Linked DNA regions of Mus musculus: all the other regions are linked to region 2. A link is a contact called in public promoter capture Hi-C data. All regions are on one chromosome and are shown on one strand. Each heading gives the region's core, a stretch centred on a gene start, on an enhancer-like site or on the middle of the called end of the contact. The rest is flanking DNA. Distances are from core to core; before and after follow the strand shown.

The links. Promoter capture Hi-C pulls out the DNA fragments that hold promoters and counts their contacts.
Region 1: a contact with region 2 is called in a promoter capture Hi-C map of pre-B cells. The contact joins the promoter of Tmem164 here to the promoter of Prps1 in region 2.
Region 3: a contact with region 2 is called in a promoter capture Hi-C map of cranial neural crest. The contact joins the promoter of Ammecr1 here to the promoter of Prps1 in region 2. A contact is called at or near these places in 2 of 39 promoter capture datasets (cranial neural crest and pre-B cells).

What each region holds. Positions count from the first base shown.
Region 1 is chrX:142,680,351-142,683,050 of GRCm38.p6, forward strand. It overlaps Tmem164 (transmembrane protein 164), which reads left to right and starts at 1,376. Exons shown (of 7, transcript NM_001199360.1): 1 at 1,376-1,589; 2 at 1,941-2,599. The coding sequence starts at 2,213.
Region 2 is chrX:140,455,320-140,458,019 of GRCm38.p6, forward strand. It overlaps Prps1 (phosphoribosyl pyrophosphate synthetase 1), which reads left to right and starts at 1,284. Exons shown (of 7, transcript NM_021463.4): 1 at 1,284-1,544. The coding sequence starts at 1,423.
Region 3 is chrX:142,965,437-142,968,136 of GRCm38.p6, forward strand. It overlaps Ammecr1 (Alport syndrome, mental retardation, midface hypoplasia and elliptocytosis chromosomal region gene 1), which reads right to left and starts at 1,290. Exons shown (of 6, transcript NM_019496.4): 1 at 772-1,290. The coding sequence starts at 1,277.

The sequences.
Region 1 (2,700 bases), core at 126-2,625, 2.2 Mb after region 2:
TTTCCAAGGTGGGGTTAGGAAGCAGCTGCGCTCTCTCTGTCTCTCGCTCTCTGTGTCTCTCTGTCTCTGTCTCTGTCTCTCTCTGCGGGTGGGGGACGGGGGTGGGGAGGGAAAGAGGTCAGGAGAATCTTCTTTTCCTCCACCAAGTCTATCACTGAAGGTTCGCTGTGGTCGGAAGGGGGCGGAGAGGAAGAAGGACGGCAGGAGGGAAGGAGGGAGAGAGCCAGCAAGGTTTGTGTAGGGTGGGGGGAGGGGGGAGAGAGAGAAAAGCATCAGAGCTGGGTTAGAAGGAGTCCGAGGAGAAATCCTCAAATTTAGGCACTCAAGAAGAAAGTGAGGCTGTGACAAGAAGGTGAGCAATACTTTTATGGTCTTTTTTTTTTTTTTTTTTTGAATCTCCCATTTCAAGGCCGAAGGGAGGAAGCAGGAAGTCCATACTCAGCACACTCCCCAAGCTAAAGCCTGTCCATCAGTTTCACAGCCTTACTCCTAGAAGTTAGCGAGGACCGGCTGAGTGCCCAGTATGTGGTCAGGTATGCAAAGTAGTGGCCCGAGAACCAGGTCAACGGAGGAGTTAGTCCGCCAGGCTTAGGTGGGGAGGTGAATTCAGTCACAGTGGCGAAAGAGCAAAACTGTGCGCGAGTGCACGCTTGGAGTGCAGAAGACCAGGCTGGAGAAGGAGGAGGAAAGAGGCGGGGATGGGGCCTCCGAGGGTAGCAGGGTGGGGGCGGGGGTGGGGTGGGGTGGGGTGGGGAGCAGAGAGGAAGCAGGGCAGGAGGTGGGAAGCGAGGACGAAGTGGGTAGGCTGTGGAGGGAAGGCTGCGAGGCGGGGCAGTGGTGGCTTGAAGACGTGTGTATGTGTGTGTGTGTGTGTGTGTATGTGTGTGTGTAGGGAGGGAGTGAAGTGGATCGGAGGAGTGTGTGTGTGTGTGTGTGTGTGTAGGGAGGGGGTGAAGTGGACGGGAGGAGGGCCGAAGGTGGAGGGAGTTGGCGACGAGGGGGTGGAGAGAGGGAGGGGAAACCGGAGGAAGCGAGCGGCGGCTGCCGGGGGAGGAAGGCAAGGAGGAGGAGCCGGAGCGGCGGCGGTGGCGGCTGCTGCTGCTGCTGCGGCCGCCTGGGGAGCCCAGCCGAGTGCCGCCTGGGGCTGCGGGGAGTGAGGGGAGACGGAGAGTTCGGTGGAGCCCGGGCAGCGGAGCCGAGCAGCGGGTGAGTGGAGCCCCAGGGGGACTCGGCGGCCAGTCCTCGGGGGGCCGGACGAGGAGGAGCGGGAAGATGGAGCGGTGGCGGCGGGGCGGAGGGTGGCGGCCCCATGGCCCGGCCCCTGGCTGGCCCCGCGTCCCCGCCCTCCCTCTCGGCTTCCTCCCGCCGCCCGCCTGCGCCTGGGGGGCTGGTCCGGAGCAGGCGGAGGGCTGAGGGTGGCGCTGGCCCGGAGGGCGGGCGTGAGGGGCCAGGGGGGGTGGAGCTGGGGGTTCGGGGGTGTACCCAGGGGCGGGAGGCTGGACCGGGACTGCTCTAAATTGGCTGGAGAGGGGGCCCCGTCGGCGGCGAAGTTGCTAGCTGGGGGCAGAGACGGCCACGCGGTTGCAGGAGTAAGACCCCCCCCCCCTCTCGTGGAGTGGCTGAGACGAGGAGTCCGGCGTCCCTGCCCTCCCCGTCGCCCTCCCCGCCTGCCCAGCCCTGCTAGCTTCTCTCCTAGCCTCCGCGTGTCCCCTCTCTCTCTCACCCCCTTCTGCCTCCCGCTTGGCTCCCTCGGCAGTGCCTAGTGCCGGGCCCCCTAGGTCCCAGTCCTGACCCTCTTGGCCTCCAACTTGCCTTCACCCGTGCTTGCTTGGCCACCACTCCCGTTCCCCTTTTCTTCCCTCACTAGTTACCCCTCCCCGCTTCGTTAATTCCCGTGCAATTGCCTCTTTGAGACCTTTTTTTCCTCTCCTTCCTTTTAGATTGGCCAACGGCTCCTTTCAACCCTGCCTCGTTGGTGGCCACTGGAGAAGCGCGGGGGGCTCCCCAGACAGCCGTGGGGACAAGTTAGAGCCAGCACTTTATCCCGGGCCTCGCGTGTAGCTTTCCCTCCCCTGTTCTAGGTGCCCCAGTGTCCAGAGGGGGGTGCGGGTGTGCCCTCCTTACATGTTCCACCGCCCGGGCAACCCTTCGGTCTCGTGTTCCATCTCGCTCTTGCTTCCTGTACCGTAGTCAAGTGGAGCCACTTTGCATCATGTCCCGGTATAGCTACCAAAGTCTCCTGGACTGGCTCTATGGGGGCGTCGACCCCAGTTTTGCAGGCAATGGGGGCCCCGACTGTGCTGCCTTCCTGTCTTGGCAGCAGCGGCTGCTGGAAAGTGTGGTGGTCCTGACCCTGGCCCTGTTGGAGATCCTGGTGGCCCTGCGGCACATCCTGAGGCAGAAGGAGGACGGTAGGGGTGGCCGTAGCAGCCAGCCACAGCAGGTGACCCAGCGGCCAGAGGAAGGCAAGGAGAGCCTGAGCAAGAATCTGCTCTTAGTAGCCCTGTGCCTGATCTTCGGGGTGGAGGTGGGCTTTAAGTTCGCCACCAAGACCGTCATCTACCTGCTCAACCCTTGTCACCTGGTCACCATGATGCATGTGAGTCTGTTGACTTTTTCCTGGGCAGCCTAAGTGATAAGAGTCATTAGCGTGCTCAGGACACTGGTGTGTAGAGCACTTCGTTCCCGTGGGAAGTGGGA
Region 2 (2,700 bases), core at 34-2,533:
GGGTCATCTGCAAAAGCAATACTTGTTCTGAACCGCTGAGCCATCTCTTCAGTCCCCAAAGTGGTTTGGGTTAGCTCCTTGCCGGACAATTTTAAGAGCAACAATACAGAGAGAGCAGGGGGCTCTCTATGTAGCTCTAGCTGTTCTGGAACTCACTAGACAAGACTGGCTTCGAACTCATAGAGATAAGCCCAATTCATAAGTGCTGATAATTCCAATGTGCCCAGCTGTCAAAGCCTGGCTGGGCAGTGATGCTGCATGCCTTTAATCCTAGAGACAGGATTTCTCTGTATCTCCTTGGCTGTCCTGGATCTCACTTTGCCTCCAGAGTGCTGAAATTAAAGGTGTGAGCCACCACGCCTGGCTCAGAGTCACATTGTGTGTACGAGGCTAGCTTGGGACTCATGATCCCCCCTGACTAAGTCTCCTTAGTGTTAAGATGATAAGCATGTACCACCATACCTGGTAGTCATGATTTTGGTTTTGTTGATTGTTGCTGCTTTGAGACAAGATCTCACTATATATCTCTGGTGGCCCTGAACTCCCTTTGTACATCAGTCTGGCTTAGAACTGACATAGATCTGCCTGCCTGCCTCCTCCAGAATACTAGGATTAAAGGTGTATGCCACCTTGGTACTGATTTTTTTTTTATTCTAAAATTGTGTGACTCTTCCTTTACATCTAATTCATGGCTGTCTGGAATACTGTTAAAACAGAGTCTGCACTAGTTTGCACAAGTTTGCACTGGTCCAGTTAGCGTGTGTAAAAGGCTAGGTTAGCCAGATTACCTTGTAATTGTGGCAGACTTAAACACTATGCTGATTCTTTCAGGGTTCTTCATGGATAATACTTTACTTTTTCTTCTTCCAATCTTTAGCTAATCATAATTTTATCACCCAGATATTTGGGGAAAGCCACACTCCTTCTCTAATTGAGCAAACTAGAATCCAGTGATAAGGACAAAACATTAACTTTCTCTCGCATTGTCCCAGGGTGACTCACCTTCAGTCACTTTCCCCTAGGGCTTGCCTTCCAGGTAGAAAGTACACTTGGTATTTAGAGTTGGTAAACAAGCCCTTTGCCTGCGATGCGCCTGCGTTGTGGCTATCTTTGTGATGTAAAAAGTGCTTTAATTTAACCCGTTTCACGCCTCTGAACAAATTACCAGAGAGTGGTTGGGCGGCAACATTACCGGAAGACTCCGCCCCTCACACCCGTCCAACCAATCAGAAAAGGCTGGGTGGAGAACTTCCTTTGTAATCCCGCCCCCTGGGCAATTTAATGCCGCGCGCTGGGCGGGAATGTAAGATGGCGGAGTAGCAACGCGGTACTGTTGGTGTTCAGACTGCCTGCTGACTTCCGTTCCCGTGTTGGCAGCGGCGGCGGCGGCGACCACTGAGCACGTTGAGGTAGTTACCCAAGATGCCGAATATCAAAATCTTCAGCGGGAGCTCCCACCAGGACTTATCCCAGAAAATCGCTGACCGCCTGGGCCTTGAGCTAGGCAAGGTGGTGACTAAGAAATTCAGCAACCAGGAGACCTGGTAAGGACGCAATTGGTACCTTGAGTGTACCTGACCTGCCCAGGCCATGGCAACTCGGGGGATGGAGCGGCCGTGGGATTTCCTGGCAGCAGAGGATGGGCAGAAAGGGGCAGCAGAGGTTAGCTTGCCTCGCGGGTTGTTCCGTTATTTTACCTCCCGAGAGGGTCGCGTTCATCCTCGCTGCGCGCGGTTAGGTGGAGCCAAGATGGAGATGGGAGCTGAGGCCGCTACGTTTGGGGGTTGGGGATGGAGGATCTAATGTCGGGGGGTAATGGCCTCCTGGAATGTCTGGAGGTGTACGGGCGCTTAGCTTTGGGCATGGGGACACGTGGCTTGTCGCTTCACTGTGGAGCCAGTAGATTGGATTCGGTTCACTTTCCGCGCGTCGACTGGTGTACATCAGAGAACCTATGGCGTTCTGAGCCCCATCGTGGTCTTTTTCCTAGATTTGAAAAGCTTTTTGGTTGGAAATGGTAGCGTTCTGGTTTGGTCTTGGGAAACATTGTGTTCTGAGGGCGCGAAAACGTTACCACGTTCCCTTAGACTGGCACGGTGTCGGCTTTTCCTATCCTGTCTGTCGAGGAATCAAACCACCCTTAAGTTAAATTCAGTAGATGGGGTAAAGTGGTTGCTTTGAGCTCAACATCCTTGATCTTCGACATCTCAGCTTAAGTCATCCCAAAAAAATAGGGAAACCTTAGTTGTAGAATTCGAATTTTTGACGGTTTCCAATTCCGCTACTGGCAGACATAATAATACAAGCACTCCGCCCCTCCTCCATTGTAGCCACTTCTTAGTGTTAAATGCGTGAGGATTTAGGGAACGACTTACACGTGAGTGTTCAGTGACAAAATAATAACGCAGTGGAAGAGCTAGCTCAAACAGCAAAGGGAAATTTGAATGTCGTCTTTTTGGTGCTCTGCTATAAAACTCGTGGCCCAGCACTGGTGTGCTGTCGCATGCCACTAGGCAAGAGCAGGAGAAGCAAGTTTGAAGCAAGCCTAGTCTGCATAGTTAACTCTAGACTAGTCAGGACTATGTAGTGAGACGGTCTCCGAAAAATTGCTAACAGAACTGTCTTAGCCCCAGTCATCATCCACATGCACTATTGGACCGTGCTTCTTTTAGTGCCCCCTTCCAGCTATATACAGGATCC
Region 3 (2,700 bases), core at 40-2,539, 2.5 Mb after region 2:
TATTGACAGTGCCTCTTTGGGGACAACATTCTTTGAATGTGCTATACCAAGACACTGGAATGAAGAAGGAAGAGGGAAAAAAAAAAAAGGTCTCACTCTCAACTGTGAGGTGGTGCGCTAGCTTCACTAGAAATGCATTTTAATGGGTACGTTCAGATAAAAATAGGTAGTAAGGCAAAAGGTGTTTTAAGAAACCTCTCCCCTCCCCGAGGAACAGGGAAACCCGGAGGAAAAGATGGGCAACCTCCCTGGAGATCGAGAGCTAAGTTCCATCACTAGCAGAATAGAAGTTAGATCACTGCTATTTTTCACCCTGCAATGGGATAGTAGCTCTCCATGTGCAAGGTACGCGGGGCGGGAATACTGGCGGGGCTTTCACGTGGGGCAATGGCGAGTAAAGTGAGGAGAGGTCGGTACCGACAGTGATCCAGATCGCCCCAGACGCTGGTGGGGTGGAGGGTGAGGGGTAGAAAGGATCGAAGGGAAGGGGCAAAACTCCTGGAAGTTAGCGCAAAGAGGAAGCGGGAGCAGTCTGGAAGCCAGGGGGGCCATGGCTGGCAAAGCAGCCCCCTGCTCCGAGGGTAGGGTGCTCTCCTCGTGGAGCAGAGGAGCGCCGAGGGCCCCCCACGGGTCGGGCGACTCTGGGGACCCTAGAGGCAGGAGGGACAGAGGGGCACCCGCGAACAGGAGGCGGAGGACTTACACTTTGCCTCAACTCTGAGCCCCATCCCGAGCCCGGGGGAAGAGGGCGACGGGGAGCGCGGTACTCACTAGGGCTCGTTGGTGAAGCGGGGGGTCCGGGGCTGCTGGTATCCGTACAGGTGACAGTAGAGCACATCGAAGCAGAAGCAGCACATCTCCGCTGACACCACCATCTTCCGGGAGCCGGGGGATGAGGACGAGGAGGACGGCGAGGAGGCGGTGGCGGCGGCCGGAGTAGAAAGTAGGGTTCCCACTCCGCAGCTCAGAGGTGGAGACAGCGAGATGCCCCCGCCGCCGCTGCCGCTGCCGCCGCCGCCGCCGCCGCCGCCGCCGCCGCCGCAGCCCTGAGGGGGAGAGAGGGGACAGCCACCGCCGCCGCCGCTGCCGCCGCCGCCGCTCAGCCCGCCCAGTCCGTTGAGCCGCGTCCCGGCGCCTCCTAGTCCCAGCTCCCCGGCTCGGCACTGGCTCTCCCCGCTGCAGTGAGAGGAGGAGGAGGCGCCACCACCACCACCCGAGCCGGAGGGGGGCGAACTGGACAGTTTCTGCTTCTTCACCCCACAGCAACCCGCCGCCATCTTGGAACAGTCTCCCCCACGCAGCGCTTCCGACCCATAAGTGAGGCGAGCTGGCGGCGGGGGCGAGCACGCTGCGGCCCCGGCCGCCGGGGGCGCGCCGGGGGCTCGCGGTCTGCGCGCACACGCGGCTCGGCGGCCCGGGCTGCCCAGCCCCGCCAAGGCTCTCGGGCGTGCTCGCGCCCCCGCCTGCGGCGCGCGCCACGAGCTTTGGTGGCTTGGCGCCTACGGTGGGTCCCGCCCGACTCGCGCCTCCTGGGAGCCGGGTTCCTGGCGGAGGATGGAAGGCGGAAAAGCGAAGGGAAAGGCAAAAAAAAAAAAAAAAAAGAAAAAAGAGAGAGAGAGAGAACAAGACTTGGAGGAGTGGGAGGAAGAAGAGGAGATGGGCGAGCTCCAAGAAGAAGCAGGGGGACAGAAACTAGTGAAAGGGGGAAAGAAAGGAGAAAGTCTGAAATAAGCATCCAAGTTCCAAAGCGCACCTTGGTGATACCCCATTGCATGTAGTGTTAGTGACACTCGAGCCCAGTTAGGTGGAACCTGAGCCACCCGGCCTCAAATACACTGGTTCTGAACTGTTAAGAGTGTGAGCAAGCAGGTGCTCCTTGGAGCTCCACACCTGAGACAGCCACTGTAAAAGCCATCCGGGAAATGGCCACACGACAGTGTCTTTAACGCTAACCTAGCCAGACACCACAGTTTTTCTGAGATTTTGCTAAAAAAATGCAAAACTTTAATCTTTCTAATTGACAAATATTAAAGTCCAATTCAATGTGTATATCTTGTATATCCCTCCATCTTCTCCTCGTAGTCCAGAGAGACCATTAAAAAGCAAGAATACATATATAAATACGTGCCTCACAAACACCCCACAGAATCAAAGATGTTCCTTGTGTTTTCAGACTTACAGCCATGGGCTTTTCGGGTTTGGAACTCGAAAACAAAGAGATTCGAAAACAAAGAGATTCGAAATATAAGTGCAATGTCCAGACCTTGGAGATAAATATATAAGTCAGGTAGTGTCACTTTAGTTGCAAGTTAGAAGATTTTGTTCAGATGTATAATGAGACAATTCTTAATTCTCAGTTTTAAGAAATTGTCTCAAAACTCTTTGAATGAATGGGGAGGTGTATGATTGAGTCAGTCCTGTTTTGGGCACTTAAGAAGGGGCTGTAAAATGACAATAGCCAGCTGTAAAAATTCATTTAAAAATAAACCAAGTAGAAAATAACTGATCTCCATTGTGTCTACATGGTGTCAAAATACCCCCCCCCCCAAAGTCAGGAGTCTGTCTGTCTGCAAACAGTAGAGGGTGGATTTTGGCACCTTTGATCTAAGTGTGTGGGACCTTACAAACAGGTGAGAGCATTTTTATTAAACTCAAGCTGTAGAAAAGAGAGGCTTGTTCGCATACTAACTAACCATTGAG